Linked DNA regions of Mus musculus: regions 2, 3 and 4 are each linked to region 1. A link is a contact called in public HiChIP or PLAC-seq, capture Hi-C and promoter capture Hi-C data. All regions are on one chromosome and are shown on one strand. Each heading gives the region's core, a stretch centred on a gene start, on an enhancer-like site or on the middle of the called end of the contact. The rest is flanking DNA. Distances are from core to core; before and after follow the strand shown. Region 1 holds the start of 4930467K11Rik (RIKEN cDNA 4930467K11 gene). Region 2 holds the start of Msl3l2 (MSL3 like 2). Region 3 holds the start of Gja1 (gap junction protein, alpha 1). Region 4 overlaps Gm36595 (predicted gene, 36595).

The links. Promoter capture Hi-C pulls out the DNA fragments that hold promoters and counts their contacts. HiChIP or PLAC-seq counts read pairs in DNA pulled down with a chosen protein or histone mark. Capture Hi-C pulls out chosen DNA fragments and counts their contacts.
Region 2: a contact with region 1 is called in an H3K27ac HiChIP or PLAC-seq map of embryonic stem cells, with 8 times the contacts expected there. The contact joins the promoter of Msl3l2 here to the promoter of 4930467K11Rik in region 1. A contact is called at or near these places in 8 of 39 promoter capture datasets (cranial neural crest, embryonic stem cells, hippocampal neurons and 4 more), 3 of 484 Hi-C or Micro-C datasets (muscle stem cells and uterus), 12 of 115 datasets of contacts at active chromatin or transcription factors (astrocytes, cardiomyocytes, embryonic forebrain and 5 more) and 3 of 9 other capture datasets (adipose tissue, liver and pancreatic islet).
Region 3: a capture Hi-C map of embryonic stem cells shows a contact between it and region 1, with 12 times the contacts expected there. The contact joins the promoter of Gja1 here to the promoter of 4930467K11Rik in region 1. A contact is called at or near these places in 14 of 39 promoter capture datasets (the 3T3-L1 cell line, 3T3-L1-derived adipocytes, cranial neural crest and 7 more), 15 of 484 Hi-C or Micro-C datasets (cardiomyocytes, cerebral cortex, embryonic fibroblasts and 5 more), 26 of 115 datasets of contacts at active chromatin or transcription factors (the NIH/3T3 cell line, the SCID.adh cell line, astrocytes and 11 more) and 4 of 9 other capture datasets (adipose tissue, embryonic stem cells, liver and 1 more).
Region 4: a promoter capture Hi-C map of liver shows a contact between it and region 1, with 3 times the contacts expected there. The contact joins the enhancer-like site here to the promoter of 4930467K11Rik in region 1. A contact is called at or near these places in 4 of 39 promoter capture datasets (the 3T3-L1 cell line, embryonic stem cells, hippocampal neurons and 1 more) and 5 of 115 datasets of contacts at active chromatin or transcription factors (embryonic stem cells, extraembryonic endoderm stem cells and stem cell-derived neural progenitor cells).

What each region holds. Positions count from the first base shown.
Region 1 is chr10:57,484,759-57,488,441 of GRCm38.p6, reverse strand. It overlaps 4930467K11Rik (RIKEN cDNA 4930467K11 gene), which reads left to right and starts at 2,089. Exons shown (of 4, transcript NR_045353.1): 1 at 2,089-2,259; 2 at 3,368-3,403. Hsf2 (heat shock factor 2) reads right to left here and starts at 2,057. Exons shown (of 12, transcript NM_008297.3): 1 at 1,841-2,057. The coding sequence starts at 1,933.
Region 2 is chr10:56,105,347-56,109,029 of GRCm38.p6, reverse strand. Msl3l2 (MSL3 like 2) reads right to left here and starts at 2,113. Exons shown (of 2, transcript NM_001163833.1): 1 at 2,001-2,113. The region is part of intron 22 of Tbc1d32 (TBC1 domain family, member 32); the gene reads left to right.
Region 3 is chr10:56,375,592-56,379,274 of GRCm38.p6, reverse strand. Gja1 (gap junction protein, alpha 1) reads right to left here and starts at 1,975. Exons shown (of 2, transcript NM_010288.3): 1 at 1,757-1,975.
Region 4 is chr10:56,438,608-56,442,290 of GRCm38.p6, reverse strand. It overlaps Gm36595 (predicted gene, 36595), which reads right to left. Exons shown (of 5, transcript NR_152769.1): 2 at 3,641-3,683; 3 at 2,518-2,627. Among named protein-coding and RNA genes, the nearest start is that of Gm36595, 8.5 kb to the right of the region's middle. Within about 2 kb of position 2,065, at least 8 of the 459 cell types and tissues checked have an H3K27ac peak or open chromatin away from gene starts, as enhancers often do. A contact at or near this core is called in extraembryonic endoderm stem cells and liver, where this site is marked.

The DNA of each region.
Region 1 (3,683 bases), core at 840-3,339:
TAAAGCACCAACTGTATCTCTAGAACCAATACCCCACTGAGTTTAATTACACGTTGACTGTCCTATTGGTGTATTAGAAATGGGCAATTAAAAATATAAACTGAGACTTAATACGGTAATTAAAAGCCATTAAGTAGCTTGTTTCATTTACAATTAAGAATTCACACGTATGCACTAGTTTAAATTCTCCACAGTCCTTACCGATCAAAAAAGGCAAGAAAGTTATTAAAATGTTTTGGCTAATTGAAGTTATCAGGTCACTTATACAATACTGTTTAATTAGAACCAATTGCCAATACATTTGTGTAGAACTTATAGACAATACAAATAAATGGCCTTTTGCAAATTCACGTTCAATGACCTCAGCTTGGTTGGGGGAAAGAAATTATTTCAGTCCAGTTTCTAATGTTAAAAGACAGCTGAGGAGCGGTCTGCACTGATCCGGTCTCGTCAACCTTTAATCCTTCTGCCTGATGAAAAGCATGAGCCGTCTGTTTATTTTAAGTTCATGCTGGTTAGCTGCCTTTCTTTATTTTCACTTCTTTGTACCAATGTATCAAATTAATCAATTGCTTAGTCTACACAACCAGCAGGGGTTGGGGGTGGGGCACCTATGTGACAATACACACGAAAATTAAATCCTAGAAAGAAATTTTTAAAACTTGGCACTAATACTCAGCAAAAATTCAGTGACATAGTTGTCCAAATATCAGGTATATTCTATTGCTGTTACCTCCTAAAAGCAGGCAAGGGTGAAAACTAGTTTTAACAACAGAAAAGGGCACAAATGAAACGGAGGAGATAACATTTATTTGACATATAGCTAGGTATTTCCCACTTACTCATCTCAAAAACTGTGAACATGAAAATACCCTGAATAAGTCATCAACTCCAGTAAGAGGAGCCGATCCCCTTCATGAAGAGATTTGAACAATCCAAGCATTGCGAGTCTAGCAAAGGAAAGGCACAAGTGATGTAAAGAATCACTCTGCAAAGAATCTTTGTGTGGAACTGGGGGGAGGGGGTCTTGGGTCACCTAGGCAACGCATCAATCTAACACATAACTTAGACCAGGCAAGATACCGGGCTTGATTAAGGTCATCTTTATTTATAAGGAGGATCTGGATCAAACTGATCAAGGCAACCACAAACCACTATGCCGGCAACTATTCTGTGAAATTTAACGACTCGGTTTTTAACTCCAAGCCGCTAAGTTACTAAGCATAGTCTACAGGCACTTTTACTTGAATTATTTTAAAGAAACGACCCAGTCTCAAAACAATAACTGGGAAATTTCTATGTTAAAACTACATAAATAAAATACATAAATAAAATTTAAAAGCTCAAGGCAAGAGCAGTCGGAGTCTGCACATTTTCCCATTATCATCATAAAAGATCCCAGACGCCAGGGCAAGCAATCCCCGCGGAGGTGATTTCTTTAGATAAGACCTGTGCTCGCTCACTAGCCCGCTCGCCCGCTCTCCCGGGGCTCCGCGACCTCCGCGCCCCGCGGCGAGCAGACGACTGAGGATGAGTGTGCAGAACGCGCCGCCGGGGCCGGTTCCGAGCTCCCCGGGCCGGCGGGACCGTTACCAGGGCGCCCCTCCCCCACGGCGCGCGGCCGGAGGAGAACGGAGCCTGCGGGGCCCGGCTCGCCGCGCACACAAAGCCGGGGGTCCGCGCGAGGTGGGGAGGCCGCGCGCCGCCGCAGGCCGCGGGAGAAGCCGAGCCCAGCCCAGCCCAGCCCAACCCAGCCCAGCCGAGCCGAGCCGAAACGAGCCGAGCCGAGCCGAGCCGGTTCGACAAGGGGGACCCGAGGCCACCGCGTCCCCGACCCTACCTGACTCCAGGTGATGAACTCGTTGGTGTGGGTTTCCTCCACAAGCGTCCACAGCTTGCTGAGGAAAGCCGGCACGTTGGAACTCTGCTTCATTGTTAGCCCGGTGCAGGGATTCCAAATTCTACTACCGAACGCGGAGGTCGCAGCGGCGGCGGCGGCGGCGGCGGCGGCAGCAGCGGCGGTGGCAGCAGCTGCTGCTCCGGGGAACGCACACCACGCAGGCGCGGCGGATCTCGGGCTCCGCCCCCTCGGCGCCGCGGGGCGCGCGGTGAAGGCGGAGAGACCCCGCGGCCGCACGTGATGGACAAGGCTTCGCGCTCCACCCCTGCGCTCTACTCCCGCGCCCGGTCTCAGCGAGTCCAATCCAAGGCTTCGGATGCACTACAGAGCAAAGCGATTGGCTGCTGCCGCGAGGAGGGGTGGGCCCAAGAGTGGTTCAGCCTTCTCTGTTACCTTTTAGGCAGGGTACTCTCTTAGGGAATGATATTGGGTCCAGGGAAACCTTGTTTAGTGGATTCGCATGGAAAGGGTTTGGGTGCACCGGCTGTGGCTGGCAGAGTGCAGAGAAGCCCAAGGGCAGTTGACTCATAAGTTTGACCGGCGAAGAGTAATTTGCTCCAATCTAAAGGAAGGAATACATCACATGGGGCAGTGAGCTGCTTGTGAGCAGATGTGCTAGGCCCCTGGTTGAAACTATCTTAAAGACAATGAGCTTTTCTATACATTTTTCATGGGGAGAAAAATAGCTCATTTAAGGACAGTTTTATCAAAACCTGAAGCATGAATAATAGTTCCCTATTTGTGAAGTACTTGCTATTGTGTGTGTGTGTGTGTGTGTGTGTGTGTGTGTGTGTGTGTACTATTAGGAGCCAGCATCTGTTAAGAGCATCTTATATGCTTTTCTCAACTCAGCAAGCATCAGGTGCCTGTCATAAGCCCAGTTCAAAAGCAACGAGTCTAGTTTTAGAGTATCTGAGTCAAAATGATTGTTCTGCATGTACCTCACAGGGGTTTCCTCAGGCAAAATGTGATTCGGAACAGCTTCTTGAGCGAAATTTCCCATTTCTTCATTGACAATAAGACTTTCTACCCGTGAAGAGTAGCTATAATAACGTGGATCTCTGAAAAAAAGATTTTTTAAAAAACTTTTTTTGTTGTTGTTTTGTTTTGTTTGTTACTTAATAGCTGATCATAGTGTCTGGAATCTGTAAGTCAAGCACTCTGGAGGCTGAGGTAGAACTGTGGAGCAGTGGAGGTCAACCTGGGTTAAATAGTGAGCTCCAGGTATCCTGGGCTAATGGCAAGAAATATAGATAGATAGATAGATAGATAGATAGATAGATAGATAGATAGACAGACAGACAACTTTTTCAGTAAGCATATACTGAACACAGTCATACAGCACTGTTTGGATATATGATGGGGATATATGATGGGGTAACTGTGATTTTAAAAAAAAAGACTAATATTTGATGAGGTCTTATGTGACAAGGGCTTTGCATGTCTTATCCTATTTAATCCTCACAGCAACCCAAAGAGGAAGCTTCAAAGGGTCTGATTCAGGTTGGTACAAATTCTATTCAACCAGTTACACAAAGCTAATCAGAACCAACTCTGTAGCCAGATTCCCAGAGTGGGTTAGCTAGAAGTTTCCAAGCACATTCCAATGCGATGATGGGTTGCTTTACCTCAGTTTGGGAATATTTTCAGTCCCAGAGCCTCACAGAGAAAATGGCAGTGAAAATCCTGCTGTAGTTACAGCAGATAAAGCCCTAGGAAAGCGTTTCCTCTTCTGGTCCGTCACTGCATGCTTACAAATCTAAACAGCCACTTCCAGACTGGA
Region 2 (3,683 bases), core at 864-3,363, 1.4 Mb after region 1:
TTGACTTCAGATATTAGTAATTTGTACAGCTGGAATTTGAATCTGGTCTCTTTGATTCCAGAGACTACAATGCCTAATGCATTCATTGCCGAGGTTCCACATACCATTATCCAGGTTACACACATACACACACACACCCCACACACCACTGTATTAATGACTGTTCTCATTGAATGACATAACAAACACCTAATAGAAGTAAAGGGTTTAGGCTGGCCCAGTTTGAAGGCAGCCTGCCGTGGTGGAGAAGGCATGGCAGCAGGACTGTGGCACAGTGGTAGCTGCTTACATTGCTTCAGCACTCTGGAAGCAAAGTGATGGAGACTCTATTCAGTTCCTGTCTACTTTTTTAGGTAGTGTTGGAATCTAATCTAAGGAACCGCACAGTCTACATTTCAGGTGGGTTTTCCCACCCAAGCCAGTCTCAAAAATCCTTTATAGACCCGTCCAGAAGTTTGTCTCCTATGTGTTTTTGGAACCTGTTGCATTCATAGTCAACTTAACTACCATAGCATAGCTACTGTCCTATTTCCTGGATCCCTCTGTTGCTTTGATGGAGCCATTTTCTAGATAAGAAAGGCCCTAAAGATAAATGCATTAGCACTTTAGTGGGGTGGTAGGGGAGCACTCATACATAACTTTTTGGATTTACAAGAGTATAGGAATACTAAAGATTAGAGACCTCTCAACAAGAAGCTGCATTGAAATCAGTTCAATCCTTGTTAGTTTGTCTTCAGAGTCCCTGAAGCCTCTACCTCAGCCTGGCAGCTGTGGACTTCCACAGTTTGGCAAGCTCACTTTTGAGAAATACTGAGGTAAGGATTCTCAAAACTATAGAGTGATTTCTTTTCCCTCCCATATTTATTTTTTCTAGAATTCCTAAAATCACTTCTTTGCTTAGTTTTTTCAAATGGGGTCTGGAAATAATTTGTATCAAGAGTATTGTCACAAAGATATAGTATCTTTAATAGTAATGTCTAATATTTACAGTAATTCTTGTCAGGCATCACCAAGTACTTTAGCTTTAGTCTTGTAAGCCTGAGAGAACTAAAATCCTCCAATGAAACACTGTCTCACCTACAGTTTAAGTAAGTAGTTTATCAAAAAGTCTTTAACTGTTGTCCCATAGCTGGTGAATTCCAGTTTTTCCCAAGTTCACTTGTAATCTCTTCCTATATGTAAACATGTAGTCTAAATCACAAAATCAGTAAGTACCTTAGATGAGAAAGGAAGTACAGATGGCAAAAAAATCTAATGATTATTATAGAGTTTATACTTTACAGAGACAAGCATGCCTGGTACAATTATCTATCATTATTATTACTACTACTACTATTATTGGTTAAGATTTGTTTGTTTATTTATTTCATTCACACCAGAAGAGAGAATCAAATTATATTACAGATGGTTGTGAGCCACCATGTGGTTGCTGGGAACTGAACTCCGGACCTCTGGAAGAGCAGCCAGTGCTCTTAACCACTGAGCCATCTCTCCAGCCCAGCTGGAAAATTCTCCCGTCTACTGTGAAGTTTGAACTGGTATCTTTAACTTCCCTACATTATATCTACTTTTGTTTCCTATTCAGTCTCAGCTGCTTATAGGCTTCTGTGTCTAAGGCTGTATTTTGTGGGGTTTGAGCCCCCCACTATGCTGCATTAATCTTGTGTTGGTTTTGGGTGCTAGATGGGTGTTCTCAGGACTTGCTAAGGGGGTTCTCTAGACCCTAGCTTACTCTTGGTGGCATAGTTCCCTATAGCCAACAATTCCCTTATTGTTCAGTGCTATGAGATGTGGAAATGTGGCAAAATACCTCTAACATATGCCTCTAGAATACCTCTCCAGACACTTTGTCCCATGAGACGTATTTAGAGAACCACAGTCTATGTCTGCTTAGCCCAGAGAGGGCATTGACAACTAATTATGGGATGGAAATCCAGAATCCAGTGCTGGTCAGTGGGGTCAGGGAAGCTCAAAAGCAGCTGCATCTCTGAAAAGCTTACCTCATCAAGGTGGGGATTCAGGAAAACTGCAACCGAACTGCTCGCTGTGGGAATCCTAGCCAACCGTGCAATCCTTTCTCACCCCGCAGTTTTCGACTGCTTTTGAAGCCCAGGAGGAGAGGGGGTGGGGACCTTGAGAATCTTGCTAGTTTCAGTTTTCACCGGATTTGTCTGGTTTACTTCCCGACTCTCTAGCGCCCCCTCCCTCCAGGAGAAGATGTTTCAACTTGGAGGAAATGGCTACAGCCCAACGGGTGGCACTGCCTCCAGAGACTAGGGCCCTCCCACATCAAACATCAATCAAGAGAATGCTTGACAGGCTTGTCCTTTGGCTAATCCGCTGAAGACATTTTCACAATTAGGGGTTTCCTCCTCCAAAATGGCTATAGTTGATACTGAGTTGACGCTAGCCAACACAGCAGCAGGAAGGACAGTGGTCTTCGTAGGCCCTGCTTCCAGCCTTTAAGACCCGAGCCCCCCCACCCCCACCCACCCACCCACACACTTTTTCCCACAGCTCCAGGCTTCTAGGCGATCTGCAGTTCCTGACAGGCAGACTTACTGCGATGCTCTCTCAGATGATGCGTCTACATCCCAAGACGTATTTGAGCTATAAACACTTCCCAGAACTATAACACGAGTATCCTGCATCTACTGAGTGCAAACCTGTTTCATTTAAATCCTTCGTGGTGATCTATTTTTACGTTGCTTCATCCCGTTTAAAGGCTGGTAATACCGAGTTTACAGAGTACTTCATATGTATCCTCTCTGCTGTCTGCTCCCTCGCTTCTTGAAGACAGCGGGGGCAAGAGAGAACCTGTCAGAAATAGAAGTGAATCTTCAATTATTCGGGCACGTTACACTCAGCTATCAAAGAAAGTGGCACTTTTGTAAAATAAGGTTAAACTGACCCAAAGAACACAGTAAATTTTATGAACATATGAATTATATGTGCAGCGTAATCTCTAGTTTATGTGAAATTTTCTCTAGCTACAGAAGAAAAAAATGACTAAGTCTGGCTTATAGATGGTATTATGTGCTACACCTGCAGTTACTGATCTTTTGACCATGGATATCTAAAAGAGGGGATTTTAAAGTACACTGTCTACTTATTTGCTTTGTCTGGAAAGATAAGCATTTAGGTATTGATTTTTATAGCTTTATGGGCCTTGACTGATGAGTAGAAATAACGGCCAGGGGCTCAGGAAACAATCATCAGGAGATTTATTTTAGAAGATGGTTGAACAGAGCACTTCTCACTCTACTAGGAATCAGTGTATAATCAATGAGCACACAGGGGGATCTGATTAAATGAAATGGGTCACAGAACAGAACAAAAACCGTCATGAATCCAGAAAGGAACTGGTAGGGATACAGAAGGGTTGATAGAGAAGAGAGGGAGATAAGAAGGAATATTGGAGAGCTAGCTAGTAATTGCTTTATATCATATGCCCATACGATATTGTCATATAACAAAGTAAATGAAAAATATAAGGAGAAGACCAATAGAAAAGAGTAAATAAAGAGTTCTCTAAGAATAACCCTAGTTTTCTTGATGTCCTCACCTTATTTATTGGTGAGTTTTATGAAGCTGTTTGAAGTGTACCATGTGCTTTGCTGTATTTTACCTCCATACCTTCATATTTCTTCCTCTTCCCTCTCCTTCTAGTTGCCTTCCTTCAT
Region 3 (3,683 bases), core at 726-3,225, 1.1 Mb after region 1:
CGTTTTAAGTTTTCCTCTTCCAACCCGAAACCCAGCACTGGGAGGGAGGGGAAGGGAAGCTGTCTCCCGGGGTGCTCGACCAAGACTCTGCCAGAGATGCCCAGCGAGCGTTGGGTGGATCCGAGGGCACTCACGGGGAGAACTCTGCTCGGAAGTCAAGGTTTGAATTTCCCAATCCTGAACGGATTTGCCTCAGCACACGTCAGTAGCTATGGCAGGGTTTCTCGAAGGGTCTTCTTTGCCCCTCCTTCTTCCGCCCCGCCTCATTCTTGGGGAATTTCAAGAGTTTCCAGGAGTGTTACAAGTGCATTTACCAGCACCGGGACTCCCTAGGTGTTTAGGGGACCTTCCCAGGGGCTCCACTCAGCCACCCGACGAGTTTAGGCAGAGAAACCGTGAAAAGGCGACTGGGAGGGCGCGGGGGACTTCAGACTGACAACTTTAATAAAGTCGCCCACTTGCTTTCTGACCGTCGGGCCGCGAGCCTGGCCTCCCCTCCCCCCCTCCGCAGCCAGCCGTCTGGACCGCGAAGCTGGGAGGCTGCGGGAAGCGCGAACGGAGCCCGTGATGATGCTAAGACTGGGCAGGAGGGGCCCGTGCCATCCTCTGCCCTAAAGCTTTCACTTCACAACGACTCGGCCTGGTCTGGTACAGAAAAAAAAGCCCTTCAATACAGACCCACCCTGATACTTCGGTGTGGATTTAGGCCGGTCAAAGTGCTTTACAGAATGTGTTACCAATTAAAAATAAAAGCTTTAAGACGGACCCCCTTCAAGCTGCACGTTAGCATCATTTTTGCTTAGTGCTTTGCACCCTCTGATGGCTCCAATTCAAAACTGTCCTAACAGCTCTGAAGTCACTACAAGTCCGGGCACGCAGGAGGAGTTGGGGGTGGAGAGGGGGCAGCTCTTTCTAAAAGCGCAGCTCTAAAAATCCCTTTTCCCCATTCCTTCTAGGAGCTCGCGTTCTAGCAGTTGATTTTGGAAAAGCAACCTGGCACACACTGTTTCTAAACGCCCGTTCTTCCTCTAACTCTCCGTAAGTCACCACCACCCATTCAAGATTTCTCGCGCCCGGAGTTGCCAGCGTGGAGTATTAAAAAAAAATGCTGGCTGTGCAGGCTAAGAGGTTCATCCCGTAGCATCGCACAGGCTTGCACAAAGTACCCACTGTTGGTCTAAAAACTCTAACCGCAGCACCCTGGTCTACGTATTTAGTGGCTTAGTCCTGAAAAGTCTAAGAGAGAACCACGTGGAAGTCAACTGCTGCCGCAGCGTCTCAACAAAGCACTCTGTTACAAAAGGAGTCTGCAGTTTCAAGGCAGTAGAACAGGCGACCGGATTTTCATAAGAAAAAAAAGAAGCGTGTAGTGTCCAGCACTATAGGAAGCAGGCTAAGCAAAGTTGACTGAGGTGCCCCCCCATCACCCCCACCCCCGCAACACCTTCTCCATTGGCGACTACAGAAAAGTGAAGTTAGGCTCCATAACAAAGAACTAAGTTTAGTAACTTGGTCCTTCCTTCACTCTAGTTGGAAAAAGTTTGAGCCTTTTACCTGTTGCACTCTCAGCGGAACTTTTTAAACAAACCCAAATCAAACTCAGCACGTGGAAATGACAAAGGCACTTTGAAGATCGTCGTTCTACTTACAGTATCCTAAGTCAAAGACGCAACGCATTTACAAAGCATAGAAGAGTTTCCCTTACAGAAAGAGACGCTACTAGGTAAAGTGGGTTTTTCTTTTTTTCAAAACTTACTCTTTCACTTAATGAAAGTGAAGCCGGCACGCCAAAGTGGTGGAACTCCTTGGAGGCTGAAGTCAAAGGAAAAGGAGAGTTCGGGCTCTCAGACCTGTCTGTTTAAAGTTTCAAAGTCTGCTGCTGTTGGGTACTTCCCTCACGCCTTTCCCCCAATGAAAGAAAAGTGCTGATACCTCGTAAAAGCGTTTTTTAACTTGGAGCACAGAGCTTTTAAAAGTTTCAAGCCACTGACTCAACTGGAAGGAGGGGCTAGGAGAAAGGGGAGGGAGGAAGAAAAGGCGGGGAGGAGGTGGAGTGGAGGCTGGCGAGCGTGGAGCTGAGCAGGCAGAAGAAGCAACCTGGTCAAGATAAAGTTGTAGTTTCAATGTGCTGACGAGAAGGGGAAAAAAAGTAAGAAATAGCTCTAGATGTACGTCAGCTACTGCGGGGCTGTGACTCCTCACAGATTAAAAAAAAAAACTGTTGGATGGGTCATTCCTTCAGGAGATGACCACGGGCAGTGAGAAGATGTCCCTTTTAGGTCACATTTCCTAAATAATAATGATAATAATAATAATATTACAATAAATAAAAATGGGGGGGGAGACAAGGTGAACTCGTGCAGACTTGTTCTGGGTTGCCCAAGGTGTGTGAAGCTTGAGGTGGGTGTGAGTGATCTTTCTTATGACCTAATTCTCTTCCTCTTAAACCCGGACAATTAACAAAGGAAAGAGGCGGTGGGCATGGGAAAGGCATTTCACAACCAGACCCGTGGAGTGGGATGTCTACTCTTCAGTTTCTCTGCTGCTTTAGGTAGTTTTCCTTATTCTTTTAATTAACAACAAGAAGATACATGTTCTATACTATGAATAAAAATAATATATCATGTATGTAACTCTTGTCTGAAACGTTGATAGGACCTCAACCCAATCTCCAAGGAAGTGAAGATCCATATCTTAGTCTTTTTTATGCCTACAATTTAACATTTAAATCGGCAGGGAGATGCCAGAATTGTCCCCCTCCTCCTCTTCCTTCTAACCGCTGCAGACCAGAGTTGCCAGACACAGCCTGTCTCAAAACTTCTTTCTCTCTTCCAATCCTGTCCCTCGGAAGCACTTTCAGGGAAGAGATGTGGGCCTGGTGACTGCCTGCCCACAGCTTCATGCCTCTCTCATCATACCTGATGGGGTTTATGAAAGCCTGAGTCATATGACCTCATTCCTAGGGTGGGCAGCTCCTTTGAGGGTTCCCAGATGCCCCCCACGAGGGCTTGTGATAGGGCGATAAACAGGCTTCAGCGGCGCTCCTGGAGTTAGGCCTTTGTATAGGCATCACCTGATGGAGCTGAACGTCTCACACTAATGTAAATAGCAGAACAAAGGATGGCGAAGACTTCCTGGGAAACATTTTCCTGCCGAAGCACCCTCTCACTAGGATGACTAAGGGAGTGCCATTTAAAACCTCACAGTTTAAGACCCCAGCATGTTCTCTTACTTTTGAGGTTCCTTTGTCTTTAACTTAAAGAAGGGAAGTAATGTTACAGATGCAGAAACTATAATCGGACTTTCAAGGCTTTATGTCCAGCAATGAATGTGATAATGTGACATTAGATTTTTTTAAAAAAAGATTTATTTATTTTATGTATATAAATACACTGTAACTCTTCAGACACACCAGAAGAGGGCTTTAGATCTCATTACAGATGGCTGTGAGCCAACATGTGGTTGCTGGGAATTGAACTCAGGACTTCTGGAAGAGCAGTTAGTGCTCTTAATCACTGAGCCATCTCTCCAGCTCCTAGAGTTTCTGTTTTTGTTTTTGGTTTTTTTTTAACCTTTATTTATTATGTGTATTCATATATGTGTATGCAAGTGGAAATTAGAAGACAGCTTGTGAAACTGGATCCCTTTTTCCATCTCAAAATTAACTTAGATACTCAGCCTGA
Region 4 (3,683 bases), core at 816-3,315, 1.0 Mb after region 1:
TCTCCAGCACCATGTCCACTGAATGCCACCATGCTCCCCACCATAATGACAATGGAAACCTCTGAAACTTTAAACCAGCTCCAATTAAATGTTTTTATTTATAAGATTTGCTGTAGTCATGGTGTCTCTTCCCAGCCACAGGACACTGACTAAATCAGAGACCTTCTCTAACAATAACAACAACAATAACAACAACAATAATAATAATAATAAATCCTTTAAAAAGTTTTGAAGATATTGAGGATTTAACGCTATGGTAAATAGCAAGAACAAAGCCCTAGATTTAGTCCACAGCAGAAAGAGAATCAGACAGAGACAAAGGAACAAGGGAGGTTAGTGATACAACTCAGCGGATGGGGTATTTTGCTTAACAAGCACAATGCTCTAGATTCATTCCCAGCGCCAGATAAGACTGGGAAGGGTGGTAGACCCCTGAGACCCCAGCATGTGGGAGCTAGAGGTAGAAGGAACAAAAACTCAAGGCCATTCTCAGAGGGTAAGGGGCCAACCTGGGCTACATGAGACCAGTCTTTAAAATTTCCAGTCCAAGTGCCTATTCTAACGGTGTAGAAGCTCAGGGACCAAGGCAGTGGTAGTGCATACCTTTAATCCAAGCACTTGTCAGATAGAAGCAGGCAAATCTCTGAATTCTAAACCAGCCTAGTCTACAGAGACAGTTACAGGATAGCCAGGGCTACATAGAAAAACTTTGTCTGGAGAAAGAGAGAAAGAGAGAAAGAAAGAGAGAGAGAGAGAGCGCGCTTACTAAGTTATATAGTCTTTTGGTGTGTAGTATATTTTATTTATTTACAATTTTTTACATGATACAGTATATTTAAAGAAAAAAATTAAAAAGCAAGCCAACAAAGGTTTGTTTTCTTTTTCTTTTCTTTTATATCAGCCCAGGAATTCTAAATCTCTCTACATGCAGAGCATATCTTTATTCTAGTATAGGGCTTTGCTTCCAAACAGAATTCACTGACAAAGTTTCTGGTGTATAAGTAACTGTAGTTCCTTAATTATCTTGGTGAACTTTTGTAGCTTCCTGTTGGGAACTCCAGATGTGTTCCCAGAAGTGGACTCAGAGGGCTTTGTGCCGGGGGGTGGAGTGTGGGTGGGGGGTGGTAGAGCTGGTCTAGAACCAAACCCATGGCTTCATACATTAGGTCAGAGCTCTACCACAAAACTACATCCCCAGGCCTAGTATACATGACTCATTTTCTTTAGGCAGGAAGAATTAGGGTGGGTAAGGAAGGCAGAGGCTGGAGACCCCGCACCTGACTGCCCAGGACTACTTGCTAAAACCTACACAGAACCGCTGCTCAAGTCTCCCTACTCCACAGTGACGTCACTTTCATCAAGGGCCACCACACACACACACACACACACACACACACACTGAATCACGATGTGGGCAGGGCCAACGCTGAGACTCTCCTTTTGGTACATTAAAAGCTCTCAATTGTTTCTTGATCATATTTACACACTGCTCCATCCCACCTACTCTCTTTATTCTTCTCAAATCTCCTCCCCCCCCTCCATTTCCCTCCCCTTCTCTCTCTTCCCTCTTAAGATGGGTATTGTAGTACATGAAATCCAGGAGGTGAGTTGAGTCCAGCCTGGGCTACACAGTATCAGTCTCAAACAAAACAAAGCAAAACAACCCCCCCCCCCCAAAGGACTGAGGTATAGCTCCATTTGTTGAATGTTTGTGAGACAAGCAAAGGCCCTGGCTTTGAGCCCCAATACACTGTAAATCTAGGAGTATTTACTCAGGCCTGTAATTCCTGGGAGGTAGAGGCAGAGGGTCAGAAATTCAAGGTTAATCTCAGCTACATACAGAGTTTCAAGGCAACCGGGCTATAGGACAACACTTCTAAAAAGCCCAGCGAATAAAGCCTGTGAGACGGCTTTTCCGGCCTCCGCCCTTCCACTTTTTTTTTTTTTTTTTTTTTTTAAAGATATGGTTGTTTTTAAACTGTTCCGGGTCCCAGCTCTGTCACCACCTCCTGTCCTTTGTATATCCTTCATTCTCAGTTCTCAAAAAGTCTGTCTTATTTCTGCTAAACAAGATCAGCATGAAAGTTTAAAAGACAAACGTCTGGGCACACAGCCTCAGCCTGGAACCACATGGCCAGCGAGCCCTTCCGCCCCTAGCCATAACTTTATCAGCTAAGTTAAAAATATGGTGAGGATTGTATTTACATAAAAAGTCCAGAGTTTGTCTGAAATGTCAACAAAGCGAGCATCAGTTAGAATGACATCCTGTCCTGCACCTTCATCTGTTAGATAAACTGACTCTTCAGCTTGTCCAAACCAGGGGATTTAAATAGAGTCCATAGCGGAAACACATCGAACTTAGAACAAGTTTTCACTCAGCTACATTTTTATTTTTTAAACTTTGAAGAAAACCACGTGCCTCCCTTGCCTTCTCCTCTGCCCTAAAATCCCCACCACCAGACTCAGTCCTGCCCAAAGCTGATAGCACAGCTCTGAGGGGTGGCAGAGATAGCAAACCTGGAACTGCCTCCAACAGCACAGGTCAACATTCAGCTACAGCTTGAATAGTCTCCAGGGCACACCCTTAAAGTCACACAGAAGGCTCCATCATTCCGGATTGTCAGCTCCTAAAGGAGAATCAGGTGGAACACTCCAATCAAACACAAAAGATGAGGAACATTTTTCAGAAGCTTCATGATGTACCAAAGTAAAAGCCAACGTGTTAAATTAATGCTTCCACCTATTGTTAAAGTATGTCTTAAGGTCTTTGTTTTAAATGCCAGTTTGTGTGTTGATTTGTAAGTAATTGTAAGTATCAAGGATTTGGTTAACAGTAACAATCATTTTATTGTTAATGTTCTATAGCACCCTTTATTTTTTGTTCACTTTATTCTAAATTTTTGTTTGTTGGTCATTTGGTTGGTTGGATTTTCAAAAACAGGACATCTCTGTGTGACCCTGGCCCTGCCAGAACTCATGCTGTAGAGCAGGCTGGCCTCCAACCCAGAGATTAGCCTGCCTCTGCCTCTTAAGTGCTGGAGTTAAAGGTATGTGGCACCACTGCCTGGTTTATTTTGATTTCTTGAGACAGGATCTCGCTATATAGCATCCACTAGCCTAAACTTCACTATGTTGGGCCAAGCTGGTCTTACATTCACAGGGATTCCCCTGCCTCTGCTTTACAAGTGCTGGGGTTAAAGGCACATTCTAATATGCATGGAGTATCTTTTTTCAGTTTGTACAGCTATTGATAATTTACACATTAAATATCTCTACACAAGTATGCCCTCAAAATGGCCGGTCTTTGTGAATAGCTATTATCTCTCTCAGAGGCAAGCTTGGCTGTGCCCTCTACTACTATTATTCCTAGCTACTCCAGAAGCTGAAGTGAGAGTGCCAAGCATCTGAGGGCCACTTTGGCAATATATACAGACTCTGTCACAATAGAAAAAAAAATATACTGTGACATAATTTTATCCACATATATCCTATGAGGTGAACTATCCTGCTCTGTAAATAAGGCAATGTTTTCCTTCTTACTTCTTGGTGTTAGAACATTGAAATTTTAAACTAGCTTCAGGTCTTCCAAGATAGGAAATTTCTTAATAAAGTGCATCGTCCACATACCCTCAAAACTTACCCTCAAGGTTTTAAGCTCAGCAAGATGTCACACGCCTGTAAGT